Linked DNA regions of Mus musculus: all the other regions are linked to region 3. The links are chromatin contacts, called in public HiChIP or PLAC-seq and Micro-C maps. All regions are on one chromosome and are shown on one strand. The core of a region is the stretch at or near the end of the contact, and the rest is flanking DNA. Distances in the headings are between cores, read along the strand shown. Region 1 has its middle 6.3 kb from the start of Gm30143. Region 2 holds the start of Ankrd60 (ankyrin repeat domain 60). Region 3 overlaps Vapb (vesicle-associated membrane protein, associated protein B and C). Region 4 has its middle 42 kb from the start of Gm30143.

Region 1 (2,836 bases), core at 245-2,744, 250 kb after region 3:
CCCAAAATCTTCCTGACTCGACAGGTGCTTCAGAGGTTTGAGAAGCTATGGTTTCGTCCATCCCCCTGCCTCCACTCCTGGCCCCAATTCTCTGTATCGGTTTTCTGGTCACGGCCACAGAATACCTGACATAAGGAGAATAAGAATTTACTCCGCTCCCATTTTCTGAGTGTTCAGTCCATCATGAGGTAGCACTGGGCTTTGGGGGTCCACTGTGAAATAACCAGCATGTGGGAGGGAACATGTAGAGAAACCGGGGGTTCACTCCATGGCAACAGGAAGCAGAATAGAGCCATAACAGGAAGGGGCAATACAACACAGAGCCTGGACAGACACACTTCCAGGGAGCTATTCCTCAGACCAGGCCTCTATCCCAGTCTTGGTATCTTCCAAAAGTCTACTCATATTTTAGATCCATCAGTGATTTAAACTATGCATTGGGTCCAAGTCCTCATGATCTAACCCTGGTGGTCCTTGAAGACCACCCAGACATGTGGTTTGCTAAGTTCTGGAATGTTCTCAGTCCCGTAAAGGTGACGATAAACATTAACTATCAAGTGACCCAGTCGCCTCTCCAGCCCCGGCCTCTGAGTCTCGGAGAAGTAAGCAGCACACTGAGGCTTAATGTTCCCGATATCGCTGGCTTTCCAGTTCAAATATGATATATTATGTTGTGGTTTAAGATCCCCTAGGACTGCAACAAAGATGTAGCCAAAAGCTGGGTGTTTTGCTGGGGTTAGAGTTTCTAGCTGGGTTATGATCAGGCTAACTTGACTTCAGGGTTCAGACCCAGTTGAGTTGGAGACAGTTTGAGACAGACTCTCTCCCCATCTCTTTCCCTCTCTCCTTGTTAAAACTGGAATGGAAGTTTTCATACTGGCTATGAGCAGGCTACTGAGAGGAAGACCAGAGAACTTTTTAACCTAGAAGAGCGTCAACTGAAGTGAGTTTTCAAATGAAAATACCAAACTATGATGTGCCTGGTGAACTGCGTGTGCACACATGGCACACATGGGACAACTTGCTGCTCTTGTCAGGCTTGGGTGTGGGGACCCAGAGACTGAAGCAAGTGCACTGTGTATAGTGTGTGCACAGGAAGGTCAGTATGACTATGTGCATGTGTGAATATTTAATGCAGTGTGTATGCATGAGAATGCATTTCAAATACAGTGTGCTCATGTGCCTATGTGTGCAGTGAGTATACAGTATGTGCATGAGTGTGTGTGTGCATGAGTGTGTACAGGAGGTAGTGTGTCTATGTACATGGGAGTATGTATGTGAGAATATACAGTGCAGTATGTGCACGTGACCATGAATAACAAATATAGTGTGCCAGTCCGTGTGTGTGTGTGTGTGTGTGTGTAGATAATTGTACATGGTGAGTGTGTGCGGTGCTCAGGTTTTTGCAAATAGGTGCTTGTACAATGTTCCTGAGCCTGCTTTTCCCTCTCTCCCTGTTCTTCTGTCACGCTAAAGCCTCATTAATGTGCAGAGGGTGTTGAAGTCAGAGCCTGGATGAGTCACCGCTGAGCTGCAGACAGTGGAGGCCGCTGAGCTGTGGACAGTGGGGGCCGCTGAGCTGTGGGCAGTGGGGGCCGCTGAGCTGTGGGCAGTGGGGGCCGCTGAGCTGTGGGCAGTGGGGGCCGTGCTGGGTAGGGCCTCCCCACTGGCCTCCGTTCTCAGCCAGCCTTCTCACCACACACACCCACCTTCCCTGGGGTGGGGTGGTGTCAGCCTAGCGGCTCTTTGGGAAAGAGACTTAACTCCAGAGGCTATGGATGTTTTTCTCTCTGCAGACCTCAGCAGAGGTTGGCAGGACAGACACTCTTTCCAAGATTGCCCTTCTCAGCACCCTGTGAATATTGATCTGTGCCCCCGGTGCTCAGTCTACCCATGCAGGTGTCTCTCACATGTGACTCTTTATTGGGGAGCTACCTGCCCCCAACAGAATCACCATCCTTTCCTATACAGCCAGCTTGCCCTTCTGGGTATGGCACGGAAGACCCAAGCACCACACAAGGTCTCATGACAAGGTCTCAAGACAAGGGTCTCATGAGGCAGGTGAATAACAGGAGTGCTTCAGGCAGACAGAAGCACCACTTGAGGTGTCTCTGTAGACATGGGGATTGCCTGAAATTACCACATTCGTGAATTGGGGTGCAAACCCCACAGATCTGCATGCTGACAGCCCAGGGCTTGCTACAGGGTGGGAGCTAGGGAGACACATCCTAAATGGAGACTGGGTAACAACCAGGCAGAGAAGTCAGTAGTTTCAGGAATACATGACTAAGAGAGCTACTCCAGGAGCAGGCTTAAATGGAAAGAAGAGCTAACTGCAAAGACCCTCTGTCTCAGGCAGTGGGATTGGCTGAGGAGGGCAAGATTGGATGGCCGCAGATGAGGCCTCTGGCTGTAGGATGGAGGTGGGGTTCTGTTCTCAGTGAAATAGGAAGCTGGGAAACAGTCAGAAAAGGGTGATGGTGTTATGAGTCACATTCCAAGGCAGGAGGCCTCTGTAGGGGACCAGAGAGCAGCAGAACACCTTCCCTGTTGAAAGGAGACCCACGGTCTTTAGAGACAGCTCCTCAATGACTCCAGGCTGGATCCTTATTTGTACTTAGCAGTGCTGGTGGCCATCTCTTATGCACCTCAGACCGTGTGCTCACCGAATCCTCTCCACATACTCTGAAGACAACGATGCTAGCCTGCTTATCAGGCAGCCCCAAATAGCACATTCTTCCTCTCCAGGGTGGTTTGCTCTGTAAGGGCTGACTTACATGTACCTGGGGCAATGTATGTACATTGACAGACTATGGTTACAAAGAAGGGGAGATAT
Region 2 (2,886 bases), core at 128-2,627, 190 kb before region 3:
TTGAATTTTAACACCCTTGAGAGAATATACAGTTGGTATGAGTTGGGGGGCGGTGTTGGTAGCGGTTGGTGTGGGAATGAGATCTGGGCACTCAGCTTTATTCTGGGTTTGGGGTTCCAGGAGGGGAAAGTTTGATCTGAGTTCTAGCATCTCTATGTAGACACAGTTGATGGAATCTTGGGGTCACCTAAAATAGATCTGGTCATGCTTGGCCTGGATTTGGGGTTTCCTAAGGTGGGTAGGATTTTGTTTAGTATCTCTGGATAGCCAGTGGGGATGGAGGACATGGGTTCCCGAGGCAGTGGTCATTAGCCTAGAAACCAAGTTCAGTCTTGGTCGACTTTGTCCTGGGTCTTGAGGGTCCCAGGTCCAGATGGCTTCTTCTGTGTTTGTGCAGACATGTATGGACACGGTTGGTTTGAGTTTTAGGGTTGGGGCTCTGAGCTAGTTATTTTCAGCTTGGAGATTTGGGGTTCAATCTTAGGCAGATGTCCTCTGCCTTTGGGGACCTGAGGCCAACAAGGTTTGTCCCAGCTTCTGAAATGCTCGCATAGACAGGCTAACTAGAGAATTTGGTATCCACCACTTAGGGTTTGGTTTGGATCCAGGTTCTCATGGGGGGAAAGGCCTGTCCTCGATTTGGTAGTGGTAGGGTCTACTAAGACCTAGTTTTGTTTCAAGAGTGAAGTCTTAGGTAGACATGGTTGTCTTGGGGGCCTGGGCTCCCTAAGGAAGACAAGAGGCTGCCCAGAAGGTCTTGTGGTTTTGAGAGTTGAGGTTCTGAGCAGCCTGGACTTGCTCAAGGTTGGCAGACCACAGCCTGCGACAGACACAATGCTTGTGAATGAGGTTCACCTATATATTTGGGGTTAATAAGACACCCACCCATGTGCTTGGAGTTAGGAGCCCTTGAGTGGCCAGCGCTCCAAGGGGCCGTTCTAGATGGGGCTCGAGTGGTTGGGTTTGACTTGGTCACCTTGGATTCTCTGGCAGTTACGAGTGTCATGGGGACCCAGGGCAGGAGTGGGCCGGGGGGGGGGGCCATTGAGTGGGAGGAGCTCATGGGGTGCGGGAAGGGGTCGGGCAGGGGCCACCTCGGTCCAGGAAATGCAGCCGCTGCAGGTTGAAGGGGATGCCGACCATCAGGTCCAGCTCTTCTTTGAGCTCCCGCACTGTCATGTCGTTGCGGCAGTTGGCCACGCGGAACAGCTCCCCAGTCTCCTCCAGCTTCACCCGCAGGACATAGACGTCAGGAGTCAAGTCTGGCGACACGGTGGAGGCAAGCGGGTCCCCTGTGTGCCCCCTAACCTGTGCGCGGGCCCTGCTGGAGGGCTGAGTGTGGCGCGCGCCCGCCTTGGGGTCGTCCCCCTGCCGTTTCGGCGGACGCGCGCCCGCCCCCGCCACGTCTGCCGCCCTCCGCATGGCCCGCGTCATCCCGCGCGTCATCGCCGCCCCCGCCTGGGGCCCCCGGGACAGGAGAGGGGCGCCCGCGCTTCCGGAGACTGCTCCCCCCCCCCCCCCCCAGCCTCCTCCGCGGTCCTCGCCAGCCTGCTAGCCCTGTGGGGAACCTCTTGTCTGTTCAGGGCAGTCTGCATGGTTAGGGAGAAACGCTGGGTCCACAGTTTCTAAGGTGGTCGACAGGCTTGCTGCCGTGTGCTTTTAGGAACATAGCAATCCAAGCTAACCTGGGCCACGCTGGAACAGGCAGAGGCTTGGGTGGAAATGGCATCAAACCCGTGTGCCCTGACGTTGTGACATCCTCGGAGGGAGAAAAGTATGGAACACATCTGATGGGAAGGCTAGGCTTAAACCTTTTCAGGGGAAGCTCAAACCGCAGGGTTGGGAGGGTGTAGGCCCTCAAATACCACCAGACCCAAAGCAAGGCCTTTAGGGGCTAGAGGAAGCACCATGGAACGGGCAGGGAGCCAGAACGCCCTTCAAAAACTCTGTTGTTACCACGAACAAAATAGAAGCTTGAAAAATAGTTTGTATAGCAGTTACACAAATTTGGTCTAAGGCATGGTGGTCCAGGCCACCCACTCACTTGGGGGCAGAGGCACATGCAGTTCAAGGTGACATAAAGGGACGGTGGTTTAATCCTTTTATATCAGAGAGGCTCATTCTAAATGATGGATAATTATAATGTGTACAGTGAACAGGCTGGGGTCTTACAGTCTTTCTTTTTTTTTTTTTTCTTTTTTCTTTTTCTGCAGTACTGAGTATTGATCCCAAGGCTCCACCCAGGAACAGAACTCCCCCCCCCCCCCCCAGCAGCTGTCTTGTAGCCACAGTCTTGATAGGAGGCTGGTCTTGTCATAAGTGAACAATTTCATTTCAGTACCTAGATTCTACCTCAGAACACTAAATAGTTATTTTTATCTTTATTATTTGTCTTTTGTTTGTGGGATTTTTTTGTTTTGTTTTGTTTTGTTTTGTTTTGTTTTGTTTTTTGAGACAGGGTTTCTCTGTGTAGCCCTGAGTGCCCTGGAACTCACTCTGTAGACCAGGTTGACCTCAAAATCAGAGATCTGCCTGCCTCTGCTTCCCGAGTGCTCTGATTAAAGGCGTGTGTCATGACTGCCTGGTGTTTTTGCTCTTCTTTCTAGAAAATTATGCTCTATAAAGGATCCAAGATTCTAGCTGAGAATAATTTTCCCTCCTTTTAGACCAACAGACTTGATAAGTTTCCATTACCTGAGCAGTAGAAGCTTGTTTTGCTGCAGAGGCCCTGCAGCGTGCCTCGTGTTCTTACTGTAGACACGCAGCACACACAAAGCGGGACAGCTTCTGGCTTTGTTTTTAATCGTGTGTCTCTAACTTTAATGAATTAACTCTGTGCTACAGTAGCCCAGATGTTGCCTGTGCTGGGTATTTGAGTTCTTTACA
Region 3 (2,967 bases), core at 291-2,790:
GTACGCTGCACCGCTGTCGTGGTGGGTGGGTCTCCCAGACAGGAAGTTAACAGCATCTTTAGACAGCTCTGAGGCAGACAAGAAGCATTTTCTTTGTTTTGCTTCTTTTTTTTTTTTTCAATACTAGGGTTGACCCAGGCTTTGCGTGTGCTTTGTAGACCAAGCTGGCCTCAAATTGAGAGCCACCTGCCTCCGCCTCTGCCTCCAGAGTGCGGGATTAAAGGTGTGGGCTACCAACTACAGGCAAATCGGACCCATAGTGTGGGAATGAATGTAAGCCTGGACTCAGCCAGGCAGGAACCCCTCCTAGCCTTTTATCTCCTCCTATCTAGGAAGGAGAAACTTCTCATGGGACAGACTGCAGAAGGCAGGCCTGATATCCTTTGATACACAGTAGCAGGAGCTGTGGGGCAGACCTTTGGGTTTGTGTGTGTGTGTGTGTGTGTGTGTGTGTGTGCGTGCGTGCGTGTGCCTGTGTGTGTGTGTGTGTGTGTGTGCGTGTGTGCGTGCCTGTGTGTGTGTGCGTGCGTGCGTGTGCCTGTGTGTGTGTGTGTGTGCGTGTGTGCGTGCCTGTGTGTGTGTGCGTGTGTGCGTGCCTGTGTGTGTGTGTGTGTGTGTGTGTGCGCGCGTGCCTGTGTGTGTGTGTGTGTGTGTGTGTGCGTGCCTGTGTGTGTGTGCATGCGTGCCTGTGTGTGTGTGTGTGTGTGTGTGTGCGCGCGCGTGCCTGTGTGTGTGTGTGTGTGTGTGCGTGCCTCTGTGTGTGTGTGCGTGCCTATGTGTGTGTGTGCGTGTGTGTGTGTGTGTGTGTGTGCGCACGCGTACGTGTGTGCGTGCCTGTGTGTGTGTGTGTGCGCGCGCGTGCGCGTGTGTGCGTGCCTGTGTGTGTGTGTGTGTGTGTGTGCGCGCGTGCCTGTGTGTGTGTGTGTGTGTGTGCGTGTGTGCGTGCCTGTGTGTGTGCGTGCGTGTGTGCGTGCCTGTGTGTGTGTGTGTGCGTGTGTGCGTGCCTGTGTGTGTGTGTGTGCGTGTGTGCGTGCCTGTGTGTGTGTGTGCGTGTGTGCGTGCCTGTGTGTGTGCGTGCGTGTGTGCGTGCCTGTGTGTGTGTGTGTGCGTGTGTGCGTGCCTGTGTGTGCGTGTGTGCGTGCCTGTGTGTGTGTGTGCGTGTGTGCGTGCCTGTGTGTGTGCGCGCGTGTGCATGCATTTGTGGACTAAGGAAACTGGGTTCTATTTCAGGTTTTTCTGTTTTTTATTTTGCTGTTGTTGTTGTTTTAATCAGAAAAATAGACAGCAGAATAATGCCCTCCTCCCACAGCAGCGCCTGCTTCTTCGGATGGAGTGGGGTAATGGCAGTCTGAAGAGCAGGAGCCTAGGTTCTGGTTGGAGATGCAAGGCCCACACTGACTCTGAGGTGCCCCCTGATTGTGAACTTAGGTTTCAGGGAAGGCCACTAGGGGCAAAGCTTATTAAAGCTGTGCAGCAGAGAGAGTATAGCAGCCCTCCTATAACTGGGCCTGGCTGAGTCATGGGGAAACAGGTCCGAGGAAGTGAATCAGAATACAAGACTCCCTCAGTACAGCGGGGTGCCTTGGGTGAGCTCCCTCTGGGTTCTGGGTGGGGGTAGGGCAGGAGTTGGAATTGCTTTTCCTGCTGTGGCAAATCCAGCTTTTATGCCGTCTCCAGAATTCTATTGGCAAAATCATATTTCAAGCCTTACCTTGATGAGCTGCGTGGGAAATGGGGTGGAGAGAAGTGAAAACCATCCTGAAATGATTTGAGTTATTCTGTTTTCTTTCTCGAAAAGATCATTTGGCAATGTTTCCTTGAGAAAAATAGGACTTTGGTGTTTCTCCCATTTTATGTCTTCAGCGAGAGCTGTGAGATAGGTGAGGGTGGCTCTGTGTGAGCGCACAATCTTTGTATCAGAAATCAGGCACCCAAGTTCCAGACCCACCTACAGCTCAGCTGGCACCTGCTGTGAGGCTGGGACAGGCCCCAGTTTTTCTGGCCTTAACTGCTGACCTGAAAGATGGGGGTTGGGGAAGTTGTACATCTCTGCTGGCCACGGCCTTCCTCAGGGTCCAGATGGGAGAGCTGGGGAGCTGTTTTCCTCCACAGTGTAAGACCTAGCGTGACAAACGACTCCGATAACCACATTGTGACCCTCCTAATGAAATATTTTCTTTCTCAGTGATGTTACAGCCTTTCGATTATGATCCCAATGAGAAAAGTAAACACAAGTTTATGGTTCAGTCTATGTTTGCTCCGCCTGACACTTCTGATATGGAGGCAGTAGTAAGTACGAACACTTCTTCTTCTCTCCAGCCCGCTAGGGCAGCCATGGCGGGTGCTGTTAGGGAGGTGTACACTCAGGCCCCTGTACCACTTTCCCAACTTTGATGAATAGCTTTAACATTTTACATGGCTGTTCTTTTCTGACTCGATGAACTGAACTTGCTTCAATTCTCTGCTCTTGTGGACCTTCTCCTCCCTCTCCTGCACCACAGCGGCGTGCTCTATCCTGAGTGGATGCTTCTGGCCTGTCTCCAGCCCTCATGCCCGGAAGGGTTTGCCTAACATTAAATGCCCCTCCCCTCCCCCCCAGTGATACTGCCCGCTGTTGCTTTCCTCTGCGGAGCGGAAGTAGCTCTGGTCAGCTTTGTTCTTCCCTCTTTACTGAGGACGGAGCTTGGGTCTTGTTCACACTAAGCATCTGCTCTGTCTCTGAACAGGCCCTGCTTCTTTGTTCTTTAATTGCCTTCATTTTTATCCCTCCTTCCTCATGTAAGTACATGTTTAACAGTGTCCCTAATTTTGGTAAAATTAAGATGCCTTCGTTTTTTATAAATAAGCAGGATTTTATGGTATTGATTTTTCCAGAAGAAGGGGCATTAGAACGGCAATTCTCCCCAAAGGTGGCTCTTACCTACTCCAGGAGACAGGACCTGGGGCCAGCACATGCGGCACTGATCC
Region 4 (2,817 bases), core at 190-2,689, 210 kb after region 3:
TCCAGCATTGCAGATGTGATAAAAACAGGAATCTCTCTGTTAGGAGTGGGTGGGTGGTGCAGAAGTTGGATCACCACAAGGCCAGCCATTCTCTACCACGGCAATGCTGGCCACAGACCTGCTCTGGCTGGTTGTTCATTAACTTCATAGAGGGCTTTTCCCTGGTATGCGAGGGCAGCCTCTGACCCAGATAAAGTCTCTACTAACAGTGTGACCTTTACAGAGTGGCAGGGCTGTGTCCCCTCTGGGTCTCTGAAATAATAAATCATCTAGGGCTGGTGAGAGAGGCCACACGAGGAGTCAGACAGAGGACAAAGGGGAGGGGGTGCTAAATCTAAATTCTAGGGGGTTAGGTTTTTTTCAATTTTATTTTTGCTTTTGCAGTGGTTTTCTTAAAACATAATTATAATCTAATGGCTCAAACGCCAACACCTGGAGTTCTACTGTCTCAATCCCTATCTGTCTCATTTAGAAGAAGCAGGATGCTAAGCAGGACTGTTGTTTCCCATCCAGGGGCAGACAGCAAGGCTGCAAGGGGCAGGGAGGAAGGGTGGAAGTGCATCCATCCTGGCTGCTGGAGCCTCATCAGATGATACCTCCCCCACCCCAGGAGAGGGCCATCCATCAAATCCCCCTGCCCTAGCCTTACCAAAAAAAAAAAAAAAAGGACTCCCAAGCCTACAGAGGTTTGGGCATGAGAGGTTCCCCCAAAAGAAGTTGAATGTGACAATTTGTTGTTGTTGTTGTTGTTGTTGTTGTTTGTTTTTATTTCGGTGCCAGGCTAAAATATAAATTCTAGGCCAAGAGTTTGAGATTATTGTGATTTTGTTGTTGTTGATGCTCTGAAGGTAGTTTTTTAGGATCAGAATCTCGGTGCATGGAGGGACTGTAAAAGACTGAGAGGTGCCCAGGGTCTCCGTTCTCAATAGCTCTTTGTAAATGTTCCTTGCTACGGGTTTAGGAGCTCTATCTTATTTTAAAAATTTAAAGCCATTTTCAGAGCCTCAAGGCAGCAGTTGGAAATTCCCTCCCTCCTACTTTTCTTTTCTCCCTCCCTTCCCCTCCCTCCCCCTTACTTCCATTTGTTACTGGGGCTAGAATGCAAGGTCTCTCACTCAGCCAAAGATCTACAGCCCGAGCCCTGTGGGCCCTGTTGCTTTTGATGTTGAGACTAGGCTAAGTTGCCTGGGCTGTTCCTAATCACACCCGTAGCCTGGACAGGCCCTGAAATTGGAATCTTCCTGAATAAAGAGAGCCCGGCACCACCAGTTTCCTACCCTGCCAGACCCTTACATCTGAAAATCCTAAATTCGTCCACATTCCTGAGTTGATAAACAGAGAAAAATTGAACTCAACAAAAGTGGAATGGGTAGAAACTCCCCTAGACTATATCCTCTCTGGCACCGGGAGAAACAACCTGGGCATTTTCTTCCAGTGTGTTAGATCATACAACCTGTCCAAGAAGAGGAAAAACAGCCTGCTGCCCTCTGGGGTGTGATTAATCCCTATTTGTTAATTTTTAACTTTTAGCTTTCTTTTTTACCACCTAAGCTTATACTTTTTTGCCTTGAAGGCCCAAAGGCCGACAGAGGGGCTCTAAGGTGTTTTGCAAACACTTAAAACGAACAAAACCTCCAGTTTCAGGGCTCACCTTCCCCACTGTGAGGTTAGGCATGAGAGCTCCGGGGATTAAAGAATAGCGACAGTGTCCTGAGGATTGCACGGCCGCTGCCTTCAGACCAAGGGCCCACAGAGTTTTAATGGCCAGATCCTTATCTAGCCAGAACTCATTTTGATGTGCATTTTACAAGCCACTGGTCAAGATATAAAAGTAGTTTAAGCCCCGAAAAAAAATTACTGAGGGCAGGCATCGAACAGTTTGTAAATCCATAGGATTTTATGCCTTAGGGAGTGCAAATCCTTCTCTTTAGATAATGTAAATTGGGCAGAAGTCATAAATAGGGAAATAAATACCATCACGATCCAGCTCCCAGCATAGGAAGCTACTGCCACTGAGGGTTGTCACTAAGCTCAGCAGCAGGGCCTGCAGAGCCAGGTGTTCTCTGGGGTCAGCCATTTTGTTCTTACTGGTTTAATAACCGTCCTCACTCCGCATCTTCACTGAGAGCTTGCGAGGAGGCCGCAGCCACCTCCATTCCCAGAAAACTCATTTTGGGGGTGCCTGCATTTGGACAACGGCTGCTTCATTTTCCGATCTCTGGCTGGGGCTGGAACGTGGGTGCTCTGTGATTGCATTACTTATTTCATACGTTTTCCTTGGAATGTCTACCTGTGGCCACTGCCCTGCTTTGGCGGCCTCTTGATTTATGGTGGCTATAAACATTCCAAAGTACACACGTCAGTTAAATAATACCATAACATTATACAGTTACAATTTTGTTATAAATGTGCCGACAGAGCAGGAAAAAAAGGCAGTTTCTATGCTTCTTCCCACCCCACATTCCTTCCTGCTTCCTTCACTGTGATGATCTTGGAAGCCACCAGCTCTGTGAAATTAGGGCAGACATCTAGGGTTCAGATATGGAGTGGTCTAACCACCTCCCAGCCCTACCCTCCTGAAATGGTCCTGTGTTCTTCAGCATTGGTGTGTCCTGATACAACACATACCTCTTTAAGGGCTAATGAGATGGCTCAGTGGGTAAAGGCTCTTGCAAAAATGCACAAACCTGGAGGTGTAAGTATGGCCTGTGGAACCAGTGGAAAGGGAGGACTGAGTTCAGGGAGTTGTTCCCTAACCCCCACGAGTATGCCATAGCACACATGAACATGCATATGGACACACACCTGTATGCATGC

What was found. A called contact is a pair of places that touch in the nucleus more often than the background predicts. HiChIP or PLAC-seq counts read pairs in DNA pulled down with a chosen protein or histone mark.
Region 1: a contact with region 3 is called in a FOXA1 HiChIP or PLAC-seq map of pancreatic cancer cells. The contact joins two enhancer-like sites. A contact is called at or near these places in 1 of 484 Hi-C or Micro-C datasets (nephron progenitors) and 2 of 115 datasets of contacts at active chromatin or transcription factors (embryonic stem cells and pancreatic cancer cells).
Region 2: a contact with region 3 is called in a Micro-C map of embryonic stem cells, with 2.1 times the contacts expected there. The contact joins the promoter of Ankrd60 here to the enhancer-like site in region 3. A contact is called at or near these places in 3 of 39 promoter capture datasets (the 3T3-L1 cell line and embryonic stem cells), 8 of 484 Hi-C or Micro-C datasets (the AML12 cell line, cortical neurons, embryonic stem cells and 3 more), 4 of 115 datasets of contacts at active chromatin or transcription factors (differentiating embryonic stem cells, embryonic hindbrain and embryonic stem cells) and 2 of 9 other capture datasets (adipose tissue and liver).
Region 4: a contact with region 3 is called in an HNF4G HiChIP or PLAC-seq map of pancreatic cancer cells. The contact joins two enhancer-like sites. A contact is called at or near these places in 1 of 115 datasets of contacts at active chromatin or transcription factors (pancreatic cancer cells) and 1 of 9 other capture datasets (embryonic stem cells).

Annotation. Positions count from the first base shown.
Region 1 is chr2:174,024,132-174,026,967 of GRCm38.p6, forward strand. No RefSeq gene overlaps it. Among named protein-coding and RNA genes, the nearest start is that of Gm30143, 6.3 kb to the left of the region's middle. Within about 2 kb of position 1,495, at least 32 of the 459 cell types and tissues checked have an H3K27ac peak or open chromatin away from gene starts, as enhancers often do. A contact at or near this core is called in pancreatic cancer cells, where this site is marked.
Region 2 is chr2:173,576,896-173,579,781 of GRCm38.p6, forward strand. It overlaps Ankrd60 (ankyrin repeat domain 60), which reads right to left and starts at 1,378. Exons shown (of 4, transcript NM_027303.2): 1 at 1,095-1,378. The coding sequence starts at 1,179. It also overlaps the pseudogene Ppp4r1l-ps.
Region 3 is chr2:173,769,336-173,772,302 of GRCm38.p6, forward strand. It overlaps Vapb (vesicle-associated membrane protein, associated protein B and C), which reads left to right. Exons shown (of 6, transcript NM_019806.5): 3 at 2,186-2,289. Among named protein-coding and RNA genes, the nearest start is that of Vapb, 33 kb to the left of the region's middle. Within about 2 kb of position 1,541, at least 80 of the 459 cell types and tissues checked have an H3K27ac peak or open chromatin away from gene starts, as enhancers often do. A contact at or near this core is called in differentiating embryonic stem cells, embryonic stem cells and pancreatic cancer cells, where this site is marked.
Region 4 is chr2:173,976,287-173,979,103 of GRCm38.p6, forward strand. No RefSeq gene overlaps it. Among named protein-coding and RNA genes, the nearest start is that of Gm30143, 42 kb to the right of the region's middle. Within about 2 kb of position 1,440, at least 58 of the 459 cell types and tissues checked have an H3K27ac peak or open chromatin away from gene starts, as enhancers often do. A contact at or near this core is called in pancreatic cancer cells, where this site is marked.